Linked DNA regions of Gossypium hirsutum: region 2 is linked to region 1. A link is a contact called in public Hi-C data. All regions are on one chromosome and are shown on one strand. The core of a region is the stretch at or near the end of the contact, and the rest is flanking DNA. Distances in the headings are between cores, read along the strand shown. Region 1 has its middle 10 kb from the start of LOC121222429. Region 2 holds the start of LOC107914376 (E3 ubiquitin-protein ligase RKP).

What was found. A called contact is a pair of places that touch in the nucleus more often than the background predicts.
Region 2: a contact with region 1 is called in a Hi-C map of leaf, with 2.0 times the contacts expected there. The contact joins the promoter of LOC107914376 here to the enhancer-like site in region 1. A contact is called at or near these places in 2 of 34 Hi-C or Micro-C datasets (both in leaf).

The regions. Positions count from the first base shown.
Region 1 is chrD10:14,230,851-14,237,619 of Gossypium_hirsutum_v2.1, forward strand. No RefSeq gene overlaps it. Among protein-coding and RNA genes, the nearest start is that of LOC121222429, 10 kb to the right of the region's middle. Within about 2 kb of position 2,356, at least 9 of the 9 cell types and tissues checked have an H3K27ac peak or open chromatin away from gene starts, as enhancers often do. A contact at or near this core is called in leaf, where this site is marked.
Region 2 is chrD10:14,567,611-14,574,379 of Gossypium_hirsutum_v2.1, forward strand. It overlaps LOC107914376 (E3 ubiquitin-protein ligase RKP), which reads left to right and starts at 4,089. Exons shown (of 11, transcript XM_016843278.2): 1 at 4,089-4,359; 2 at 4,693-6,312; 3 at 6,737-6,769. The coding sequence starts at 4,822.

The DNA of each region.
Region 1 (6,769 bases), core at 1,106-3,605:
TTCCTTTCTCTTAACTCTATTTTTAATTTCTCTAATTTTCGATTCAATATTCTTAAATTTTTTTATTTTATTTTTCATTTTCAAATCCAAACATTTAATTCTACTATTTTTTTATTTTATTTTTTCAGGCACGCATGTTTTCTTGGGCAAGATTCTGCCTGGGATTTCATAGAACAAGATATTTTGCAAGTCCAGTCCATGAGGATTTGACCCTACTTCCCTTTTACTATTCTTTTTCATTATTTATTAGGGATAGGACTATGGGATCGATGCACTATTACTTGCTTCAGGGTTCGAAGCTTGAATATTACTTTCAGCTTCGTTAGCTACAGCCTGGTTCGACTTAATTGACATCTTGAATCTATAAGAAAATACAATATTAGAGCAGATCAAAAGCATCACACTATCATAAGGTATATGTAACAGCCCGATTTTGGTTCTAGTCGGAACAGTGGTTTCGGGACCACAAATCCGACGAGGAAAAATGTAATGGCCTGAATTTTCAAAGGTGTCAGAACGGTGATTCGAGATCACTAAATTTGACAAATGAGTAGAAAATATTATTAATTTAGTGAGTATAAGTTAAATGTGAAGTTAGGAAAAATTTTTAAATAGTGAATAGTGCACTAGAAATATATGAATGATTTGGCTCGGTTTAAAATCTCCGATGTCTCAATACCTCGTTTTCGATTCTAATTATTTTAATATTTATTTCTAGTGCACTATTCACTATTTAAAAATTTTTCCTAACTTCACATTTAACTTATACTCACTAAATTAATAATATTTTCTACTCATTTGTCAAATTTAGTGATCTCGAATCACCGTTCTGACACCTTTGAAAATTCAGGCCATTACATTTTTCCTCGTCGGATTTGTGGTCCCGAAACCACTGTTCCGACTAGAACCAAAATCTGGCTGTTACAGTATATGTGGCATGTATAAAATAAAAGTGTTCATTTTTTCTTTCAAATAAAAAAATTATGATGGGCCGATTGAGTTTTAGATCTGTATGAGTATTGTTGCTAATGTATGAGGGCATGGGTTCGAGTGTGCTGAAGCATATTATCCTCCTATTTATGAGTTGGAAAGGGACTATTAGTAGTTCTAGGTATTATGTCAAGAAAATCATATATGATCAGAATGTATAATATGATTGTTCAAAACAAAATAATGATTTGGGTTAACTTTTTATTTATTATAATTGTTTTTTATTTTTATTTTTTGAATGTTTTTATCTATATTTTTATATTTTATTAATTTTCCTATTCTATGAATTAAAAAATCTATATAATTTTTGATACATTACAAATTAGGGAAGGAGATATTATTGCCGGAACTTAAACCTTAGATCTTAAAATTTAAATGCCAACCTAAAGCTTTTAACCACTTGAATTAATTTTTCATTATTATAATATATGTTATTTTTATATTATATTAAATTTAATATTTTTTAGTTAATATATAATTTGAAAATTAGTTACAATTTTATCCAAGATTTAAATGAATCAATTTATTTTTAATTTTATCCACTTGAATAAATTTATTTTTATTTATTATTATATAAATTTATTTAATAAAAGCTTTTTAATATAATTAGAGTTTTAATTTATAAGTGTGATAGATTTTTTTATTAAGTAAGTTTATTTAATTAAATATTTTAGGAAAATTTAAATTATTATTTATAAATATGATATACCTTATAAATAATAAAAAATATTTAAAATAAAGTTTTTGTAAATTATATATAAAAAAATGAAAAAGCTAATTGTTTGGGGGCATGGGAATTTTCCGAGAAGGGGTAGCTGTAAACGATTTGAAGAAGTCTTTGAAATTCTTTATATTGAGCAAAAATCCTCTGCCTCTTCCCTATGCCCCTTTTTGTGCTATCACCTATAAAATTTTGACACGTGTTTAAGTCGTTAATATATATAAAGATACTTGAACTTTGTAATTTATGCCTATTTGGTACCTAAATTTGAAAACCATAAGCTAACTTGATATTTTTTTAAGTACCTAAATAATGTGATTAAAATATAGTAATGTGGTGTTGATGTGGTATTGACGACCAATAACATGGTGACACGTGATAGTTTTACATTTTGGCACATGGCAAAAAAATTATAAATATTTTATTTTAAATTTTTACCACGTGTCATCGTATTATTATTCATCAGTGCCACATCAAGGTATTTAAATAGTGTTAATCGGGCACCTAAAAATATACCAAATTGACTTACGGTTTGCTAAATTCAGGAACCAGATAGGTTCCAAAAAAAGTTCTGGTACGTTTAGATATCCTAACAATTTTTTTTACTTTTAACAGCAGAGTTCTAGAACCTTAAACACGTGTCAAAAACTTATAGTTGGGAGCACAAAAAGGGGTATGGTGAAGGGCTAGACGATTTTTTCCAACATCAGTGGGACCTAGTCCTTGAAATTTGACATTAATCGCACTGCCTTGTGAAAATTATCGCGCGATCGCTCGCGATCTTCATCTTCATCTTCATCTTCTCTGTTCGTCCTTCCAGAAAAAGAAATTCAGGTTGGGAGTATTGCACAGCTTTCTTTTGGTTAGCTCCTCTTTGTCCACCATTTTTGCCCCCAATATGAAGATCTTGTTCACGAAAGTTCTAACGAACACCGATGTAGAGAAAAGATTGGCGGTTCCCAACAATTCACTGAAGCATTTCGAGCTTGAAAATGGTAATTGCTCCAAATCTTTTGAAGTTAAAGATGAAAACGGAAGCACATGGACTTTTCGTTGCTATGTTCGTAACGACGGTGCCTACAAGAAGCCTGTTTTATCCAGTGGTTGGCGTCAATTTGTCCTCAATAAAGGAGTTCACCAGGGAGATTTGATCACACTCTATAAGGATGTTGAAGCAGAAGCTTCGTATAAGATCGAAGTTCAGAGAAAAATCAAGTTATTAGGCAGGGAGTGCTGGTCTAGTCTGGAACCAGACCAACCTACAGGCGCAACAGCACAAGTTCAGAGAAAAATCCTGTTATTTGGCAAGGAGTGCTGGTATTTTCTGGAACCAGAACAACCAACAGACGCAACAGGAAAAGTTATTCAAGCCTAGCAGTCCTAGCAGGATGTTTAACAATATATGTTTGTTAGGTATGGTATGGTGTTTCTGGAGCTGATTTCATGACTAGCAGTTTGTGAAACATATCTTAGCAGTCTGAAATGAATAAATTACTTCAGTAATATCTGTCATCCCCATATGTTATATTTACATTTGTGCACAATTTGTTCAAAATGTGAGTGGAAGTCTGTTCTTCATCTTTCTCCTTTCTGTAGCCTTATATATGGAGTTCTTTCTTTCCATCTTTCCATGTCCTATTACAGAGTTTTTCTTCTTCTTGTTTTGGTTATCATATTAGAAAATTGTCTGTGATTTTGCTTCTTGAAACATGAGATTGAATCATTGAAAGGGAGTGCCCAAGATCATTTTGTAATGTTTGGAATGTTAAGTGACCAAAATGTAAATATGCTAATAGTTTAGTGACCTTCGATAGAATTTACCCCATAATTTCCTCTTGTAATAAGATAATCGTCCACCATGGAGGTTGAAAAATCAAAGTTTAACAATGGTGGCGTAATTTTACACGGCATTGAAAAATTGACCCAAAAAAGATATTGGGATGGGTTTTAATGCCTTGTAATTCTTCTTTTTTACTCAACCTCTACCAACTCTCGACTTATCAGAGGGGGAAATTATGGGTAAACTGTCATTAAGCTATTACTAAATTTACTTTTTTGGTCACTTTTTACTTTTTGGTCACTTAATATAGAAAAGCTCGGTTGTTAAAAGTTTGGTTATGTGATCCAATAGATAATTTGACGATCAGTATGATAGATCAGTAATCATCAGTAAGTTATTCAATATACCTTAACTTAATTTAATGGTCAATGTTGGAGGTCAGAGAATAAAGTTGTTAGAATTTTAGGTTGTAGATTCGTGAAATTTAAAGTTATTTTATGAAAAATATCTGAACTATAGAAAAGAAGAAAAATGTGAACTTTCGATTGGTGTAGGTCGTGTGAACAAAGAAGGTCACACAACAAAAATTATAATAGCCCAATAATTTAAATGAAAAATTTTGAATTATTCAATGACTATTTGTAAAATTGAGTAACCAGAACGTAAATTTATAAATAATTTAATGATTTTAAGTGCAATTTATCCAATAATTCCTCATCTAATAATTCAAAAGTTCGAGGACCGTGTAGAGGTTATAAAATAAAAGTCTTAAGCGATAGTGGTTTAATTAGCTGGACGTAGAAAAAATTGCAATTATTCTTTCTGACTCAACCCCTATCAACGGCGGACTTTTGTCTGGAGGAAATTATGTGCAAAGTCATTAAATTATTATTAACTTAGTTTTAAGCGACAATTCAACGTTTGGTACGGTTGATTAATATTCATTGATAAGTAGAACTTATCTTAAGTCCAAGTCGATTTTACAATCAATATCGAAGGTTAAAGAAAAAAATTGTTTAGATTTTAGTTTGTAGATTCATGATATTCAAAGTTGTTTTATGAAAAAAATTGAACTATAAAAGAGAAGGGGTCAGAGACCCTTCAATTAGTGCAGATAATGCAAACATATAAGGACATGCAATAACAATTTTAACAACCCAGTGACTTAGATTAAAAATTTCAAATAATTCAGTGACACCATTTTGTAACTTTTTAAAATTAAGTGATAAAATTATAATCTTACTAATAGTTTAGACTCTAGATGTAGTTTATCCAATAATTTCCTCCTCTAATAAGACAAAAGTTGCTAAACTGTCGAGGTTGAAAAGTCAAAAGTTGTGAGCAATACTTTTGCAATACTTAAGTTTTACTCAACCGAGGAGGAAATCATGGGTAAATTGCAATCAAGGTCATTAAACTACTATTAAATATATTTTGGTCATTCAATATTAAAAAGTTATAAAATGATTATTAATTTATTTGAAAGTTTTAAATTAAGTCATTGGGCTATTAAGTTTTATTTTCTAAAAAAATTACTAGTGAGTTCCAAGCGTTAGATTCAATGATTAGTATAGTGGATTAGCAACCATTGACAAGTAGAAAAATATACCTTAAATCTAAGTTGATTTGGCAGTCAATGTCGGAGATTAGAGAAGAAAGCTATTTGAATTTTGATTCACAGATTTATAACGTTCAAAGCTGTTTCAAGAAAAAAAGAAATTGAATTATAGAAGAGAAGGGAACAGAGAGCTTTTGATTGGTGCAGATGATGCAAATAGAAAAGACCATGTAGCATCAATTTTAATAGTCCAGTGACTTAAATGAAATCTTTCAACTAATTCAATGATCATTTTGTGACTTTTTAAAATTAAATAATAAAAAAATAAATTTACTAATAGTTTAATAACCTTATATGTATTTTATCCTATAATTCCTCCTCTAGTTAGACAAACGTTCACGGTGGAAGTTGAAAACATTGGTGGCGTGATGTAGCACGGCATTGAAAATTTGAACCAGAAAAGAAAATTAGGATGGCTTTGGACACTTTGCAAGTCTTCTTTTTTACTCAACCTCTACCAACTCTTGTCTTATTAAAAGAGGAAATTATGGGTAAACTGCACGTTAAGTCACTAAATTATTATTAAGTTTACATTTTGGTCACTTAAATTAAAAAACTAGGCTGCTTAAGTATTTATTTTAAAAAAGACAAAAGTTTGGTTAGCGAGCTCCAAATGCCAATTTGACAATCAGTATGGTGGACCAGAACCCATCGACAAGTAGAAGAACAAACCTTAGATCCAAGTCGATCTGACCATCAGTAGCGCGGATCAGTGAAGAAAGTTGTTGGGACTTTGATTCGTAGATTCGTGAAATTTAAAATTGTTTTATGAAAAATATCTGAACTGTAGAAAAGAAGGGAAAAGTAAACTTTTGATTGGTGCAGGCGTTGTGAATAGAAAAGGCCACACAACAAAAAATTTAATAGCCCAATAACTTAAATGAAAAGTTTTGAATTGTTTAATGACCATTTTTAAAATTGAGTAACCAAAACATAAATTTACAAATAATTTAATGACCTTAAGTGCAATTTACCCAATAATTCCTCCTCTAATCTAGAAGTTATAAAATAAAAGTCTTAAGCAATAGTGGTTAAATTAGCTGGACGTTGAAAATATTAGTCTTAAGCAATAGTGGTTTATTAGCTGGCCGTTGAAAATATTGAAATGATTCTTTCTGACTCAACCACTATCATCGGCGGGTTTTTACCTTAGAGGAGGAAATTATGGGTAAATTACACCCAAAGTCACTAAATTATTATTAAGTTAGTTTCAAGCTACAATTCAATTACCGGTACGGTTGATTAATACTTATCAACAAATAGAAGAACATACCTTAGGTCTAAGCTGATTTAACGATCAGTGTCGAAGGTTAGAGAAGAAACTTGTTTGGACTTTGGTTTGTAGATTCGTGATATTAAAAGTTATTTCATGAAAAAAAATTGAACTATAAAAGAAAAAGAGTCAGAGAGCCTTCAATTAGTGCAAGCAATGTAAACAAATAAGGACATGCAACAACAATTTTAACAATCCAGTGACTTAAATAAAAATTTTCGAATAGTTCAATAATACTATTTTATAACTTTTTAAAGTTAAATAATAAAATTATAAACTTACTAATAGTTTAGGGATATTGGTCACCGTTTACTCAATAATTCCCTCCTCTAATAATATAAAAGTCAAAGTTTTAACCGTGGTGGCATACTTTAGCACCGCTTTGAG
Region 2 (6,769 bases), core at 2,839-5,338, 340 kb after region 1:
GGTTTATTTTCTTTTCACTTTGGGACCATTATAAGGTCCCAAAACAACATTTGACAACCCCTTTCATGAGACCCTTAAGGGTCTCATCCCATCGGCAGTCGCAGCAGAGCAGAGTCGTCCCATCCATGCTAGACCGGTACCACCTGTCAGGTAGGCACAACCACTGTTGGTGCCACTTGCCAGACAAGCTTCACCAGACACTCCTCGGGCTGTGGTACGGGGTTAAAATGGGTTAAAAACGGATCGTATGCGGGTCGTATGGCCGCCTATCAACATGGCACCACCTATTAAATTATATATATTTTTTCAAATGACAAAAATTGAAACTGGCAGCTTTAGGGTGGTGGATCCACCACCCCATCTATACCATTTTCATATATGATCAAACATCTAACCAATTTTCGAATTTAATATATATTTTTATAATATTGGTGTAAAAAAGCTATACACGTACTTTAAAAATATCCAATGTGAAACTTGAATTGTCAATATGTGTATTATTATGGTACCTAGAGTTTAGATTATTAATGAATGTTAAACCAACCAATGTAGTTCAACACATGAATTGTTTTTTTTCCAAATTATCATTTACACATGAATAATATAACATGATGAAATAAATTAATTAATTAAACTAAAAACCTAAACCACGATTAATAAAAAGAGAATAACTCTAATTTCATAATTTTGATCTTAAATTTTTTTTTCAAAAACTTCACATTAGATGAACTCAAAAAATTCTGAAGCAAAATTTGAAGGATTTCATAGTGATCGAAAATTAAATTATTAAACCTCTCATTCAAACTCAATGTGAGAGCTAATTTGGGTTTGACATACAAAAATCCAAGAAATAAAATTTTATGATTGTGGAAAATTTCAAAGAGAAGTTTAATTTAGGGTTAAGAATTGTAATTTGTTTGATTATTCGGTAGAATTTATTAAAATTTATGTATTATTGAGGTATATTTATACATGTATAGTATTTATTGAAATTTATAAATTAAACTACAAGCATATAATTAAAAATAAAAAGTAAACTAAAAAATAAATATAGATACATAATAATATATATTTTCAAGTTTATTAAAGGATCAACGCTGCTATATGATTATAAAATATTATTAAATTATTCCATAATATTGGTGAAATATATTTCTGTATCAAGTATATTTATTAAAAGTTAATGCTCTAAGTAAAAGAGGCTTTAGTTGGATTGGTAAAATGAAGATAATAAAAATTATAGTGTTTTGGGTTTAAATCTCGTTTATTATTATTTTTTTAAAAATTTTACATGATTTAAAACGAAAAATATACCCTCATAGCAATGTTTAAATTACATTTTTCTGTAAATTTGGTCATTATTATTTTTTAAAGCTAAATATGGCTATTAACATTTTTATAATATGTTATATTAACATTAATGCTACATTTGGTAGGAGTATTATTTTTTTACGCATGTTTTATTGTATGGGTTAACAATAAACTAATTCAATGTGATATTTCACCACTCTCCTGACTTTTATTTTAGGAAGGAGATAATTTTTTTTTACACTTTTATTTTAGGAAGGAGATAATTTTTTTTTACTTATTTTGAAGATGTCTTATTTGTTTATATGAATTTTTATTCTTATTTCTAATTTCAAATTTAAATTTAAATTAATTATTTTTTATTTTATGTTTAACTGTTGTATTACATACGTAACAAATAAACTTTTCTTTGTGTTATTACACCAATGTGGCAACTTATGTAGCATGGCACATGCACTTTTATGTCAACATGTCACGCAAAAAATTAGATAAATAAAAAATAAATTAAAAAAGTATTATAAAAAATTATAAAAATTTAAAAATAATAAAATAAAACACACGTGAATTATTATGTAAATTGTTATGTTTAAAAATGTAACACTTTAGATAATAGTTCTATAAAAAAATTAGTGGTCAAATTTAATTATTTTTAAAAAATTGAAGGATAAATTTAATTAAAAAATTAAATTAAATTAATAAAAGATATAAATATTAGCCACTAAATTTAACATTACATTTTTATTACTTTAGAAAATAAAATTTTGAATAATTTTTATATTAAATTAGTAACGATTACATCAACCCAATAAAAATACAAAATAGATTAGAAAAGGAAAAAAAAAAAACTGTAAGGGGACAAACACTGGTGTAGCGGTGCAAGGATCCATGGTGTGGAGTTCGTCACTATGAATGGCGTCGAATAAAAGCGCCCTCTTTCCTGTCTTTTCCAAAGTGCGCATCTTTCCGACCTTTTTTCTCTTTCACACTTCTACTGTAGCGTTTACTCGGAGCAATGTTTTTTTTCACTATTCAATTACTTCTACTTGCTTGGTGTGTTCAAATTCGATTTTGCCTACCCTGGGGACTAATCGTATGCTACCCTTTAAAACGATTGATAAGGACACCTTCAAAAAGTTATTTACAATCAGATCCTCTACTTTAACATATCATAATTATGCTATATCTGAGTAATTACTATAACTTTAAATGAGTTACTATTTGGTATCCTGATAGATGAGGATGAAAAAAACTCGAATTCAATGGGTTTCGACTCAACTCGATTCATTATGGTTCGATTTTTTTGAAAATTCAGATTTGGGATGAGTTAAGTCATGTAAAATTAGAAAAATAGTCTGGTCGAAGTTAAATTTGAGATAAATCCGTCTTGTTCGTCTCGGATATTTATAAAAATACTCCTAATATGTATACATATATTGAGTTTTTCTTTCAATAAATATATAAAAAAAATTGATATATTAAGTTTTAAGTCTATACTAAAAAAAATCAATCTTATTTGTTTCAAATTTTTTTTAAATGCAATCCTATTTGCTACAAAATAACAAATAGAACAATTAAATTAAATTCACGTTGAGGTGAGGTGAAATCGAGTCTTCTATTAAATTTTAGATTCAAGTTCAAGGTAAATTTTTTTCTTAAGAGTGGGGTCAAGTTAGTGCTGGGGCATATTAATCAAGTTTTGGGTTAGGATTGAGTCAGACTAAAATTTGCCTTGCCTTACCTTGTTGCCATCCCTACTAGCAATATACCTTTTTTTTTAATTTCACAAGCGTCTTAAAAATTTGTCAATGTGTCTCTTTTTTTTAAACTATTTATTTTTTTAATAATTTATTATACTCTTATACGACACTTGTCAATCTTTTAAGCTTAGAAACTCTATGGCAGTCTACCAAATATTATTAATTTTTAAATTAGAACAATTTTTAAACTAAAATCTAAATCTAAATTATAATTATTTTTAAAATTAATTTAGTAATACGATGAAAAAAAATAGTATTCTTCAAAAGTTTCTCTAGATTTGTACTTATATATATTATGGGAAATAAATCCACTTATGCAGTGTAAAAATTAAAATAATTTTACACACTTCTATAACTATTTATATGATTAATATTTTAACGATCCAAATGTTATATTTTATGGTTTGTTCATGTAGAACATGCATATTGAATTTGATGTAACTTTAAAATTCCTAATGGTTTGTTTTATGTAAAAAAATCATCCGTTAACGATATATTAATGTATAGAATATTTTAGATCAATATAATAAAGATATCAGATTGATTACAAAATTTATATATATGACAAGTATAATTATATTGATAAATTAAATAATTAAATGATTAAAAGATTAATTATATAAATAATTACTGAAGGGGTAAAAACAGAATTATAGATATAGGTAATAATAAAATTTGATATCTTAAATATTCTAAATTATAAATGAAAACAAAAATTATCGAGAAGAAAAATAGTGAATGTGGCAGTGTGTGTGAGTAAGTGTAGGCAAGTTTATCTCCAATCCGTTGACCGAATTACATAAAACAGGAAGCAACTCAAAGAGGGGGGCGCAGGATAGCATAGGCGGCCACGTCAGGAACCGCTAATAATAATGCAACGTGTCGGCCACGCGAACCATGGGCAGCCTCGACTCATCTTTCATGGGTGCAGCCCCCTGGTTCGACCCGTTTCACTTTTCTCCGAACTCTTTGGGCAATAAATAATAATATAAATAAATAATATTTATAAAACTAAAATTCTCACGGCCAAGGAAATGAAAAGTCCACACTTTCCGTTTCTTCTTCCTTCTCTTTCATTGGAAAATGCAAAATAAAAAAAATAAAAAAAAAGGAAAAACATAAACGCTGTTTGATTTTCACTCTTTTATCTCTCTCTAAAAATTCAAATTATATTATATTTCTTCCTTTTTTTTTCTTTTTTTCTTTTACAATCTCTAAATGGCATGAAAAACCCTAGCTTGTGACAGCCGCCTTTGCAATTTCTAGTGGTGATTGAAACTTAATACGCGCGCATGTAAGTTCCTATGCTTTTCAATTTTTTCGAATTTCAATTTGTGGGGATGCTATTTTGTTCAATTTCGAGAGAAAAGACAGAAGGGAAAAGAGAATTTTAGGAATTGGGAATATCTGTTTTTTTTTTTTTAGGATTGTGTGAGCTTAATCTAGTTTCGGTTTCATTATTTTAGGAATTGGAATATATGTTTTCTTTAGGATTGTGTGAGCTTAATCTAGTTTCGGTTTCATTTGTGTTCTTCTTGTTAATTTCTTCAATAGAAGATATCATTCTCTGATAGTTTTTTTGGGGTTATATATGCATTTGATTGAAATTGAGTTACAAATTTTGCAGTCTCGGGGTGGGAAATTGTGACAAGGCTCATGAAATTTATGCGCGTTTAAAGAATATAATCGAATATAGGCTGGGCAAGGGTTTCGGATGTTGAGCTAAATTTGGCGTATAAGTTTCTTGTTATTGGGAATGGCAGAAGATAGCCTCCGGATTGGTGGGCTTTCTTCTGGTTTGGCTGTTATATTGAATAGTGGGGATGGGAAGGAAAATCCATCGAAACCGCGCCTTGTATCATATTCTGATGAATTTGGTCAGCAGTCTGTGGAGCGAGCTCTTGAATATGTATTTGGTCTTCCCAATAAATCAATTGGTCCATTGAGCGGTCCTGTCGACAGCAGTCTAGTTCGTTCAATCATAAAGAACTACTTGTATTCAGATTCTGATTCTCTGGTTAGTAACAGGGATGGGGTTTGTATTTCAGATAATGGCTCTGGACCTGGTGTCATCGGTCTTGAAAAATTCAGTATTTGTGGTGAAATTAGAATTGTTAAGCCACCGTTGCTTTTAGAGAGCTTAGCGGTGTTCAGTAGTGCCAGGGCTAATGCCTATGTTTGGAAAGGGAAATGGATGTATGAAGTAATTTTGGAGACTTCTGGTATACAACAACTCGGATGGGCTACTATTTCCTGTCCATTCACTGACCATAAAGGTGTAGGTGATGCTGATGATTCATATGCATTTGATGGCAGAAGAGTTCGCAAATGGAACAAGGAAGCAGAGCCATATGGTCAGCCTTGGGTGGCAGGTGATGTCATTGGATGCTGTATAGACTTGGCTCATGATGAGATTTCATTCTATAGGAATGGTGTTTCTCTTGGTGTGGCATTCTCTGGCATTCGGAAAATGGGACCTGGATTTGGATACCATCCTGCAGTTTCTCTTTCTCAGGGTGAACGATGTGAATTGAATTTTGGTGCCCGCCCCTTTAAATACCCTATTGATGGCTACCATCCTCTTCAAGCACCTCCCTCTTCTAGCTCTTTTGTGAAGCAATTGCTGGACTGCCTATCCAGGTTATTGGATATGCAATCTGTCGAGCGAGCTGAGCATTCTTCAGTTGAAAGATTAAGGAGACTGAAGAGGTTTGTATCACTTGAAGAATTATTTTATCCAGTTTCTCATGGGATATGTGAAGAATTTTTCTCTGTAGTTGAAGCAGATTGTCAAGGTGCCGAGTACATTGGGTGGGGCCCCCTCTTGTTGTTCTTTATGGGGGTATTTGGAGTACGGGCACCACATGATTGGTTGAGTTTGGATAGAGTACTTGATGTCTTTCTAGAATTCCAAGGGTCACATGTTATGTTCGAGCACATTATAAATGCTCTTTCATGTGCTTGCAAGACAGCATCATTGGTTCTGACAGAATGCCCGTATTCAGGATCATATTCTTATCTTGCATTGGTATGCCATTTATTAAGACGGGAGCAATTGATGGTGTTGTGGTGGAAGTCATCAGATTTTGGTTTCTTATTTGAAGGCTTTCTTTCACGGAAGAGTCCAAACAGGCAGGACCTTCAGTGCATGATTCCTTCTGTTTGGTGGCCTGGTTCTTGTGAGGATGTGTCCACTGAAAGTAGCATGTTATTGGCAACTACAGCTCTATCAGACGCAGTTAGTAAGGTTTGTCCCTGTCACTTAAAACTGAATGGTTTTCTCCTTTGTGCAATACTTATCCTACTAAGAAACAAGTATCCTTGGTTGGTGTTCAATGTGGAGTTATGTTTATCATGTGACCTTATGTCTTAATGATCCCAAAGATGTATGTTTTCACTCATTTGGTGGATCATGTTAATGATAACATTACATGATTTGGGGCTTTAACCAGATGAAAAGTGCATTTGCTGACCTTCCATACAAAATTGTAAATGCATATCTGCTTGTGTAAAGACTTCATTTCGGAGTTGAATTGCCTCTTAAGGGTAATACAGCAGTCCTCTGCTAGGCAACAGCTTCAATTGTATTTTTAACTGTTCAACTAACATTTATAAATCCATAAATGCTTTCTCTTAATCTATAGTTTTCTTTTCTTTTCTCCTTTTTCCAGATTGAGGAAAAGCATAGGGACCTGTGTCTTTTA